Regions from separate parts of the Sus scrofa genome. Here region 1 is linked to region 2. The links are chromatin contacts, called in public HiChIP or PLAC-seq maps. All regions are on one chromosome and are shown on one strand. The core of a region is the stretch at or near the end of the contact, and the rest is flanking DNA. Distances in the headings are between cores, read along the strand shown. Region 1 has its middle 6.0 kb from the start of SH3KBP1. Region 2 overlaps SH3KBP1 (SH3 domain-containing kinase-binding protein 1).

Evidence for each region. HiChIP or PLAC-seq counts read pairs in DNA pulled down with a chosen protein or histone mark.
Region 1: an H3K27ac HiChIP or PLAC-seq map of alveolar macrophages shows a contact between it and region 2. The contact joins two enhancer-like sites. A contact is called at or near these places in 3 of 5 promoter capture datasets (fetal skeletal muscle, liver and skeletal muscle), 12 of 47 Hi-C or Micro-C datasets (alveolar macrophages, embryonic fibroblasts, fetal liver and 7 more) and 2 of 2 datasets of contacts at active chromatin or transcription factors (alveolar macrophages and skeletal muscle).

Annotation. Positions count from the first base shown.
Region 1 is chrX:16,232,673-16,237,803 of Sscrofa11.1, forward strand. No RefSeq gene overlaps it. Among named protein-coding and RNA genes, the nearest start is that of SH3KBP1, 6.0 kb to the left of the region's middle. Within about 2 kb of position 2,714, at least 4 of the 83 cell types and tissues checked have an H3K27ac peak or open chromatin away from gene starts, as enhancers often do. A contact at or near this core is called in alveolar macrophages, where this site is marked.
Region 2 is chrX:15,901,860-15,906,519 of Sscrofa11.1, forward strand. SH3KBP1 (SH3 domain-containing kinase-binding protein 1) reads right to left here. Exons shown (of 18, transcript XM_013985983.2): 14 at 346-455. Among named protein-coding and RNA genes, the nearest start is that of MAP3K15, 37 kb to the left of the region's middle. Within about 2 kb of position 1,667, at least 1 of the 83 cell types and tissues checked has an H3K27ac peak or open chromatin away from gene starts, as enhancers often do. A contact at or near this core is called in alveolar macrophages, where this site is marked.

The sequences.
Region 1 (5,131 bases), core at 1,464-3,963, 330 kb after region 2:
TTAACCCACTGAGCAAGGGCAGGGACCGAACCCGCAACCTCATGGTTCCTAGTTGGATTCGTTAGCCACTGCGCCACGACGGGAACTCCAACTGTTAACTTCTGATGGACTATTCCTTCAGGCATTTTCTAAATGTGTAATGATACCAAGATACATGGAAATTGCCACAGCCTTTCATTGTTCGTTTGTTTTGAGTTGCTAACCGTCTTTAGTGTTCCAGTGATAGAAACTGAGCACCTCGGGAGAGGAGGACTTTTTTTCTTGGAGGATTCCCGAAACACCTTTTCTTTTTCTCCTAAATTCAATTGTGAAATATTAAACCTATCTGGAAGAGGATTTTTTGAGAACATATTACATAATCTTCTCGGAAGAAATTAGAATTCCTGATACAATTGCTTAAGGAATTCTCAGATGCTCTTGAATGAGATGAAGCTCTTTTCGGGGAAAAGAGCTACCTCCCGCCCAGCCACCCCAGCCACCCTCTCAGCTGCCCTCAGGTCTGGTCTGGTGACCTTTAGCCTGACAGCCTTCTCCCTCAGGCGATCCAACAAGGATCATCTATCTAACCAGTTCCTTCCCCCGACCACGTCCTGACCAAAGGGCAATCTCGAAAGGAAAGTTTGCCAAATGTTCATAATTAAATTTTTGGAAAAGGTTTATATACACCTCAGTCTCTCCTAACCGTAAACAACACAAGTGGCCTATCAAATAGAGACTCAACCTTTTCTTTTTTTCTTTTTTTCTGAGGGGGGGTATTAAAATTTCCTTTATTTTATTTTTTTTTAATTTTCCTGAGGCATGTGGAAGTTCCTGGGCCAGGGATCAAACTTGTGCCACAGCAGCAACCTGAGCCTCTGCAGTAACAATGCTGCATCCTTAACCACTGTAGCACAAGGAAACTCCCTAAATATTTCAACCTTTTCTTAGTGCCCAAAGAAAGGAGTAAAAAGGTTCAACCTTACACAGAAATACAGTGTGTTAGCTATCTTTTGAAAAATCTATCTTAAGATAATCCCTCCCGTTTATGGAGAAGTGGGCAGCTGTGATACGCTTTTATCCTCTTTTCAATTCTCATGACAACAGTGGAAGTTGTCACTCTCCCTATTTTACGAGTGAGGAGACTCGAGTTCAGAGAGGCTAAATGCCCTTATGTCCCTTGGCAGGAGAGAGGCAGGTCGTCTGGCAAGGTAAAGACGGCTGTGTCTGATTCCCTTAGAAACTACAGAGTTGTCGGAAGGGGAACAAAGCGATCCAATTTTTTTTTCATGGTTGAAAATTCCTGTTCTATGGCCTTAATATAAAATTTAAGTGGATGCTTGGAATGAAATTTCTACATATACAAAAGGCTTATGACATGACACCAAGTGATAAAACCCGAAATACCTATCTTCACATACCTTTTACTGACAATCACATTTTAACTTAGAAAATACTTTAAAAGCTTTGGCAGCAATACTCCAAAAGGTTAAAAGCTCATCTGGAATCACATAGCTGTAGTTGGTTCTTTCCCGTTGTATTTTCTGAGCCTGCAGCGAATGCAGGTGCCCGGCCTGAGGATGAATGATTCAGGCTTCACTTGGTACTAACTGGGACACCATCTTGGGAGCATTCTGAACATCGCTGTGTCTCAGGCTCCTCATCTGGAAAATGGGTTGGCATGAGGCTATAAGGGGCTAATGCTTGCCAAGTGCTTAGTGTGATGTCTGGCATTGCTCCAGATTTTCTTTAATGACCATAATTTTAGTAATGAAAAAGTTTGTTTGTAAAAGTTGTTATATTATCTCATAGTTTTCCTTATTTGAATATCTTAGAATAAATAATGACTATAATTGAACAAACATTCAAATATTATTATTACAGGAGCTTAAAGTAAGCATCTACTCTGACAATTTGTAGCAGTCGTGTGTGTGTGTGTGTGTGTGTTTGCCTTTTCTAGGGCTGCTCATATGCGGCATATGGAGGGTCCCAGGCTAGGGCTCTAATCGGGGCTGTAGCCGCCGGCCTAGCACTAGAGCCACAGCAACTCAGGATCTGAGCTGCGTCTGTGACCTACACCACAGCTCACAGCGATGCCGGATCCTTAACCCACTGAGCAAGGCCAGGGATCAAACCCGCAACCTCATGGTTCCTAGTCAGATTCGTTAACCGCTGCGCCACGACGGGAACTCCTATAGCAGTCTAAAGAAATACACATTTCTAGTTCTTCCTAGCACACTGGCTACTTGTGTCACCATCTTTCCCCCTCAAATACCAGAAAGATGATGATAAAGGAATAAAGAGGGACTCCACCCACGACGACAAGGAGAAGAGGAGAGGAAGCAGCATAAGACTAGGCATTTCAAGGTGATGCTGGCATTCAAAAGGCAGCCCGGGAAGGGTATGAGAGGTAGCAGGAAGCCACCAAATAGGGGTCTGCAGCTGACCCCAAGAAGGGGGCACTTGGGCTGAGCAAAATTCAGGCAAGGCTCAGGGCTGTGGTCAGGGGGACAGTGTCTCCCTTTGTACACTGAGTGGCTGGACTCTCAGTCCTCACCTTACCTTCCTCCACTAGACATGAATCCCAAGACTTTCCAGAACTCTAGTGACCGAGCTACAGGCAGGGGATAGGAGGTTCCCTCTCCAGAAAAATCAAAGGGGCCAAGAACAGAGATTCCCCAGATGCAGATGCACAAGAAACTGAAACCAAACACTAGTTCCCTGGTGATTGTGGAAACCAGACACGTGGGCGGATGGGCTTCACAGTGGCTTCCTGTTAAGCTGTTGAGAGCAGTTTGCCACTATAAACTGGAGCAGTTGGTGGGAGAATCTCCTTGGAGATCCTTGAGAATTGCTGCAGCATCCAACTGTGGAGTTTGGGGCCAAGGCATTCAAGCGTCTGCTCCTCTGACCTCTTGGGCAACATCCCTGACCTCTACCCTCACCACCCCCTCCAGCTCTTCCAACCCCCAAGCAAGCCCTTAATTCTACCTCTGGTCTTTTATATCTGAAACATGCAGCGTGACTTGTGTTCTGCTGATGGACCCAGACTGATAGCAGGCTAGGCAGAAGGCCTTCCTTTTCCACCCTTGGTCCTCCTCCAGCCTGCTCTGGGCATTGGAAGTATGGATGGCTTTGTGTCAGGTTCATCCAGTGCAATGCACCGGCAGGGATGAGGAGAGAGAAGTCAGGGGATACAGTCCCTTCACGCGCCCCCCCTTCCATGTCACTGACTGGCTGTGTCCTTATGCTGAAGACCACAGCTCCTGCCCCCTGCCCTTCCCCTGTGGAGACCTGGTGGAGTTCCAAACATGACTCCCTCCTTCTGCCCTTGGGCTACAGCATACTCATTTAGTCTTTGCTGTTTCCCCTGAACCCTGCCCACCTTTTCATAAATGATTCCTTATTAAACCCTTCTCAATGGCCCAGTTTAAGGGCAGCACCTGTTTCCTGCCAGGACCCAAATGACACTGCTCCGTCACCCCTCACCAGAGCCCTGCCAGGCTCACAGGATGGCCAAAAGGCTTTTAGGTGGCTCAGTGTTCAGTACCAACAGTCAAAGATCAACATATATTTCCGAATCATCTCTGCTGTGAAGGAAAGAGACAGACATATACCAAGAAAAAGGAACTAAGGGGAAAAAACAAGTACAACGGGAACAGAAGAAGATTTATCAACAACCAAAAACACTAAAAGATTGAAATGACCTTAAGTGCCCACCGATGGATGAAAGGATAAAGATGTGGTACCTATATACAATGAAATACTACTCAGCCACAAACAAGATGAAATCTTGCCATTTTTGACAACGCGGATGAGACCTCGAGAGTATTATGCTAAGTGAAATAAGTCAGATGGGAAAACACAAATACTGTATGATTTCACTCATATGTGGAATCAAAAAAACAAACAGGAAAGCAAAATAAGTGAATAAATAAAACCAAACAAAAACAAACAGAAAGGGAAAACAGAGTAGTCATTACCAGAGTGGGAAGGGGGGAGGACAAAATGAGTAAAGGGGGTCAAGTGTATGACGATGGATGGGAACTAAGGTTTTGGTGGTGAGCATAGTGTAGGGTGTAAAGAAGTAGAAATATAATGCTGTACACATGAAACACTGTTATAAACTAATGTTACCTGAATAAAAATTTTTTAATAAAATAAATACTATATAAGGACCAAAACAAACCTGAAACAGTGAAAGATCCTCAGAATGTTAAGGGAAGATTTTCCATCCATAAAACAAGGACAGGACACAAAAACAGAGAGACAGAGAAAGGGAGAGAGGGAGGATGGGAGGGAGGAGGGGATAGAGAAGGCAAAGTTCTTGTCATCAAAGGAAGAGAAAGATCTTGGAAATATAAAATATGATAGCCAACATTTTATAAATGGAATAGTAGAGTTATATAAAGCCAAGGAAGTCTCCCAGGACGTAAAATAAAAGACAATGATATGGAAAATAGAACAGAAAGGATAGGAAATAAAGAGAATCAGTCCAGAAGGTCCAATAGCCAACTTACATGCACTCCAGGAAAAAAGTAAATGAATAAATGGAAAGACTGCAATTATCAAATTAATAATACAAGAAAGTGTCCCTAAATTGAAGGACAATTGTCTCCAGATGGAAAGGGTCCATCAAGTGTCCAGGACAATGAATGAAAAAAGACGACACAAAAGGTCACACCAAGACATATTCTCATGAAATTCAGAACACTAGCGATAAATCATAAAAGCTTCCATAGTGAACAAGCAAGTTGCTTAACAAAAGGATTAGGGATCAGAATAGTATGAGAGTTCTCAATAAGATCTCTAAAAGTTGGAAGATAATGGACCAATACCTTCAAAATTCTGAGTAAAGGATCCACAACCTAGAATTCTACACTCAGCCAAACCATTAATCAAACGTGAAGGTGGAAGAATGACATTTCCAGACATGTGAGGACTCCAAATGTATGCTTCACATGGACTCTTTCTTCAGAAATGTTGGGAGGATGTGCTCTAGCAGAAAAAGGAGTTCACTAAGAATTTGGAAGACACGAGACCTGGGAAGCTAAAGGTGCGACCCAAGAGAGCAGTGACAGGACAATCCCGGGATGACTCTGTAGCAAGACCAGTGGGCAATCAGTTCAGCTGAAACAGCATGGAGAGCTCTAGG
Region 2 (4,660 bases), core at 417-2,916:
ATTTTTTTAAAGTTCTCCCTTGAGGACAGACCAAACCAGCCTTGCTCGCCTTTCCCACCATAAAACAGGACAATGTTTTCCTTACCAATTTCATCTCAGGTTCAAACAAGAATCAGTCGGGGAGGAGAGAGAAGGAAAGTGGGACTCACGAGTTCCCACCTCGCTGGCAGACAAAAAGAACAAAAAGAAAGACTGCTTGATTCCAGCAGACACTCCTGTTCAGCAGTGTGTCACATGACCTTCCTCTCCCAGTGAGTCCTCCAATCAGCTACTTGCACGGAGTCCTCAGCTAGAGTCTCCAGGCTTTCCCGCTTTCCCGCTGGCGCAACGCAAGGAGACACTTACGGATGTGAGCGACTGGGACGGAGGCCGCCTCCCCGTGGCTTTGGGTCGACTTGTGGTTGGGTGACTGAGTTTCTCAGTAGACGACACCACGGAGTCAAACCCTTCTAGGTCTGAAACAAAAATAAAACAGGTTTTTTGAAGAGCAACCATAGGAGTGAGGGAAGGTTCTTGTAACACGCCCCAAACACCTCTTTTCCTTACTTGCTATGCTTCATCATTGACGAAGGCTGTTTCCACCCTTTGCTCATCCAACAAAGGTGACTCGAACTGAGTAAAAGAATCGTTTCCTCCTCGGTTTAACAAGCTAGCACAGAGGAAAGAGCCACGTGATCTCTCTTTCCCCCCTCGACAGCTAGATTTGGAAATCCTCGAAAGCCACTGAACGCGGGGTTAAAGGCGGAATCCTCTTTCTTCCACAAATCCAAGTCCATTTTGGAGGGTGCGACAACACGATAAGCAGTTCTCACAAGGTACAATGTCCTTGGGCAAGTGCATGCTGGTCGTTGATTTCAAAAGACAAGAGAAGGCAGCCGCCTCCTCTGGTTGTACCGCCGTTCTCTGACCTCCACCTACCTGTAGACTATTAAGCCCCTGGAAATGGGGAGCAAGCTTCTACTTCTCCAGATGATGCACAGAGCCCGGCACCATTCTGCTTCCAGAAGCATCGCTCAGTGGAGACGCTACCTTCTTCAGCCATCAGTCTGCCCATTCATTAGCTCTGTCAGGACTAAGTAACTATTCTGTGCGACATACAGAGCTAGATGCCAAGGCTACACCAGTGACCGTGGCAGAAACGAGCCTGCCCTCAGAGAGTTCCCATCGGCTGTGGCTGATCCGGCATGTGTTCAAGAGGAAGGCCTTTGCCTTGACTCGGCTACCTCCTTCAACAAATGGTCAGGCCCAGGGGTCACCTGCTTTTACAGAGTTCTGGGGATTTACACATCAAGTGTAGGTATGTATGTGACGCACAGAGGAAGGGCTGGCAGAAAGGGGCCGACCCGGAGACTCATCCTTGCTGGCGAATGGAGCCACGCCCTGTCTTCCTGACAGGTAGACTGTTTCATGAAGGGCTGCCTTCTCTGACCATTCCCGCTCTCCTTTCTAACGGAGCCCCGGTTTTGTTTCAGGACAACGTGCTCAGCTGAAGCATGGCTGGGCTACACCAGTAATGGTGTTCCTGCTCCTCTTGGCCTCTGGTTGGTTTAGAGGTGGCCGTGGAGCCCAATTCGGGTCACTGAGAAATAAAAGGAAGTCTACGGCGAGCCTCTGGGAACGAAGTTTCCTCTCTGCCTAGAGAAGCAGCTGAGAAGGCCATATGGGTGGCTGCTTCCGCTTCCTTTCTGCTTGGGATGCTGTTGTGTAAGAAGAAGATGCCTGAGCTGTGGAGGGACTTAGTGTCCTGAGACGAAGAGAAAGAGACTAGCGCCCCCTCGCCCCTGCCACCCTTTGAGGACGCAGCGAGGAGACAGCGTCAGTGAACCAGGAAGAGGGTCCTCCAGAGACACAGGATCTACTGGTGCCTTGATCTTGGCCTTCACGGCCTCCAGGACTGTGGGAAATAGGTGTCTTTTGTTTAAGTTCTGCTATGGTAACCTAGCAGACTAAGATAGGCATGGCTTTGGAGCTAGGTGGTCTGGGTTCAAATCCCGGCTCGACCACTAAGCACCTGTGTACCCGGCGTGTTTCGAGCCTCTTCCTGCTACTTCTTGCAGCAGCACTTTTCAGCCTTTTTCCTGCCATTGCACAAATGACTAACACACTCTATTATGAACCATGAGGGAGATGCTCTTGGGGATCTTGAGGATAACAGAGCAGGAAAACGGTAAGAGCCTGGGTGACGGGCCACCCCAGTGAGCCATTCACCAACCCTGGAATGAGCAAGTGTCCATACTTCTGGCCATGTGAAATGAGCAAGTCCTGCCATTTCAGCTAATTTGAGTCACACATTTTTTATTTACAGCTAAAAGCATCTTGAACTGCCATAACTGCAAACAGGCTGGCTTAGGACAGAAAAGATCAAAATCATGTATGTTTTGCTTCCCTCCTTATTTTGGGGACAGCTCTCTTGTTGGGGGCTATAATAAGTGGTCTGGCTATGTGACAGCTTTATTCTATTAATGAACAGGCAGGTGTCGTCTACAAATGACTTCCTTTTGTGGAATATACAAAATCAAGCACAAGTCACTGGTCGGGACAAACCATTACATTACATTACACCTGGGATAATCTTACAGGACTTTGTCCTAGTGCCTGGGGAATGAATAATTGCTCAGTATGAACTCATCTCATGGGGCAAAGCAACTGGAACCCAAGGTTAATGCTCTGCAGAGACAGCACAAGAAAATTATCAGTGACGCCCTGAGACCAAGCAGGAGCCAAGCAGCTCCAAAGGGCCCCAGCTCTCCAGCCAGATCAGTGGGCTCGTGGGCTCGGGGACAGGCCAAGATGCTCACTGCTAGGCCTGACTCTCTCAGGGCCCTTCTATTTTTTTTCCCCAAGGCCTCACCCCCAGCATATGGAGGTCCCCAGGTTAGGGGTCTAATCAGAGCTATAGATGCTGGCCTACCCCAGAGCCACAGCAATGCCAGATCTGAGCTGTATCTTTGACCTACCACCACAACTCACGGCAACGCCAGATCCTTAACCCACTGAACGCGGCCAGGGATCAAACTCGCATTCTTGTGGTTCCCAGTGGGATTCATTAGCCACTGAGCCACAAAGGGAACTCCAGGGCTTCCTGGAGAGAAGAGAATCTTCCCTTTAAGAGAATCTTATTGTCCTAAAAGATTCCCCTTCGGACCCCACCCCCACGCACTCTACCAACTCCACATTGTCTGGAATGGAAATTCCTAATTACACACGTGGATTGATGCCCAAAGCCATCACCTGATATTAATACCTCCCCAGTTAATTTTTCTCTGATTACAAAAGTAATATGTGCACAATGTAAAAATTTTTTTAAGCCATAAAACTGTAACAACAAAACAAAGTCAACTATGATCTGACCACATGGAGACAAGCACTATTAGTATTTTGCTATGCTTCCCTTCAGGCTTTTTTCTATAAATAGATAGCCTAGTTCACATTATATGTGGTATTGCATTCTGCTTATTTCACTAAACATGATATGCTGCGATGCTAGAAATCATTCATAAATATTTTGATTGTTGTAGAATCTTCTACTGCATTGCGATTCATGATTTAGTGAATCAATCTCTTATCACTGGGTAATCAGTTTCCAATTTATTCCCTGCCCTACCACCAACACCACCCCCATTTCTGTTTTTGTTTTTTATCAAGAAAAAGTGCTGCACAAATATACTTGCATGCACTCTATATATGGTGAGTTTAGCGGGTTTTCCATGTGGCTCCCCACTTTGGCCCTAAAGAAGGGAATAAGGCACAGGACAGGGAGGTCTCCTGGCAGTGGGGTGGGGGTGACAGGAAGCCTGGGGCAGAGGAGCGAGGACTCAAGACTGAGGAGCAGATGCTGAGCAGGCAGCCGGGAAGAGCTGAAGGAGTGGCTGGTAAAGGTTCCAGCAAATGAGCCAGCGCCAGGGGCCTAGGCTGGGCGCTGCCAGGGGCTGAGAGGGACCACACCACCTCTGCCTCCATGCTGGAAAATGTAGCAAGCTCTGGAGGCACAGCCTGAGCAGGCTTGAAGCAATTAAAGAACAATTAAAAGCCAGCAGACTCTGCTTCAGCCACCTTGGCTGCAGAGTGGAGCCACCTGGACAATTAAAAAAAGAAAAGGCTCAGGCCTGGATGCCACCCTGGGACCGACTGGATTAGCCTGGGGCGCAGTCGAGGCTGGGGCAGGCTCTCAATTTCTCCAGGTTTCTGAGTGTGTCGTTAGCAGCCTACACAGAGAAGCACTGCTCCAGCAGAGCCTGGGGGCTGAGGGGACAGAGGGACAAGCTTGGACTTGAACAAATGGAGGCGAGAAGAGGACGCTGGGGCGAGGGCCACCAGGGGAGCAGCGGGGTGCTCCGGGGCCCAGGGAGGCGTCGAAAGTAAGGCTCCTCATGGGGTGGGTGCCCTGCTAACCTGGTGCGTGGGGAACGAAGGTGATAAAAGTGTCAATCAAAGGCACTGGGTGACAAGTTAGAAACACGGCAGCTGGAGCGAGGAGGGGGCCCAGCACGCAGAGCAGGCAGGAGGGGGGAGCCAGGGGCGTTGCAGGACCCCCTTACAGTGGACTGGGCGCACCCCCTGGCGTGCAGGGACAGGGAAGGTCACACCCGGGAAGCTTCCGCTGGGCTCCATCTGCGCTCCCTCCCCACCCTCCGGGGCCGCTGAAAGAATCAAGTCCCCA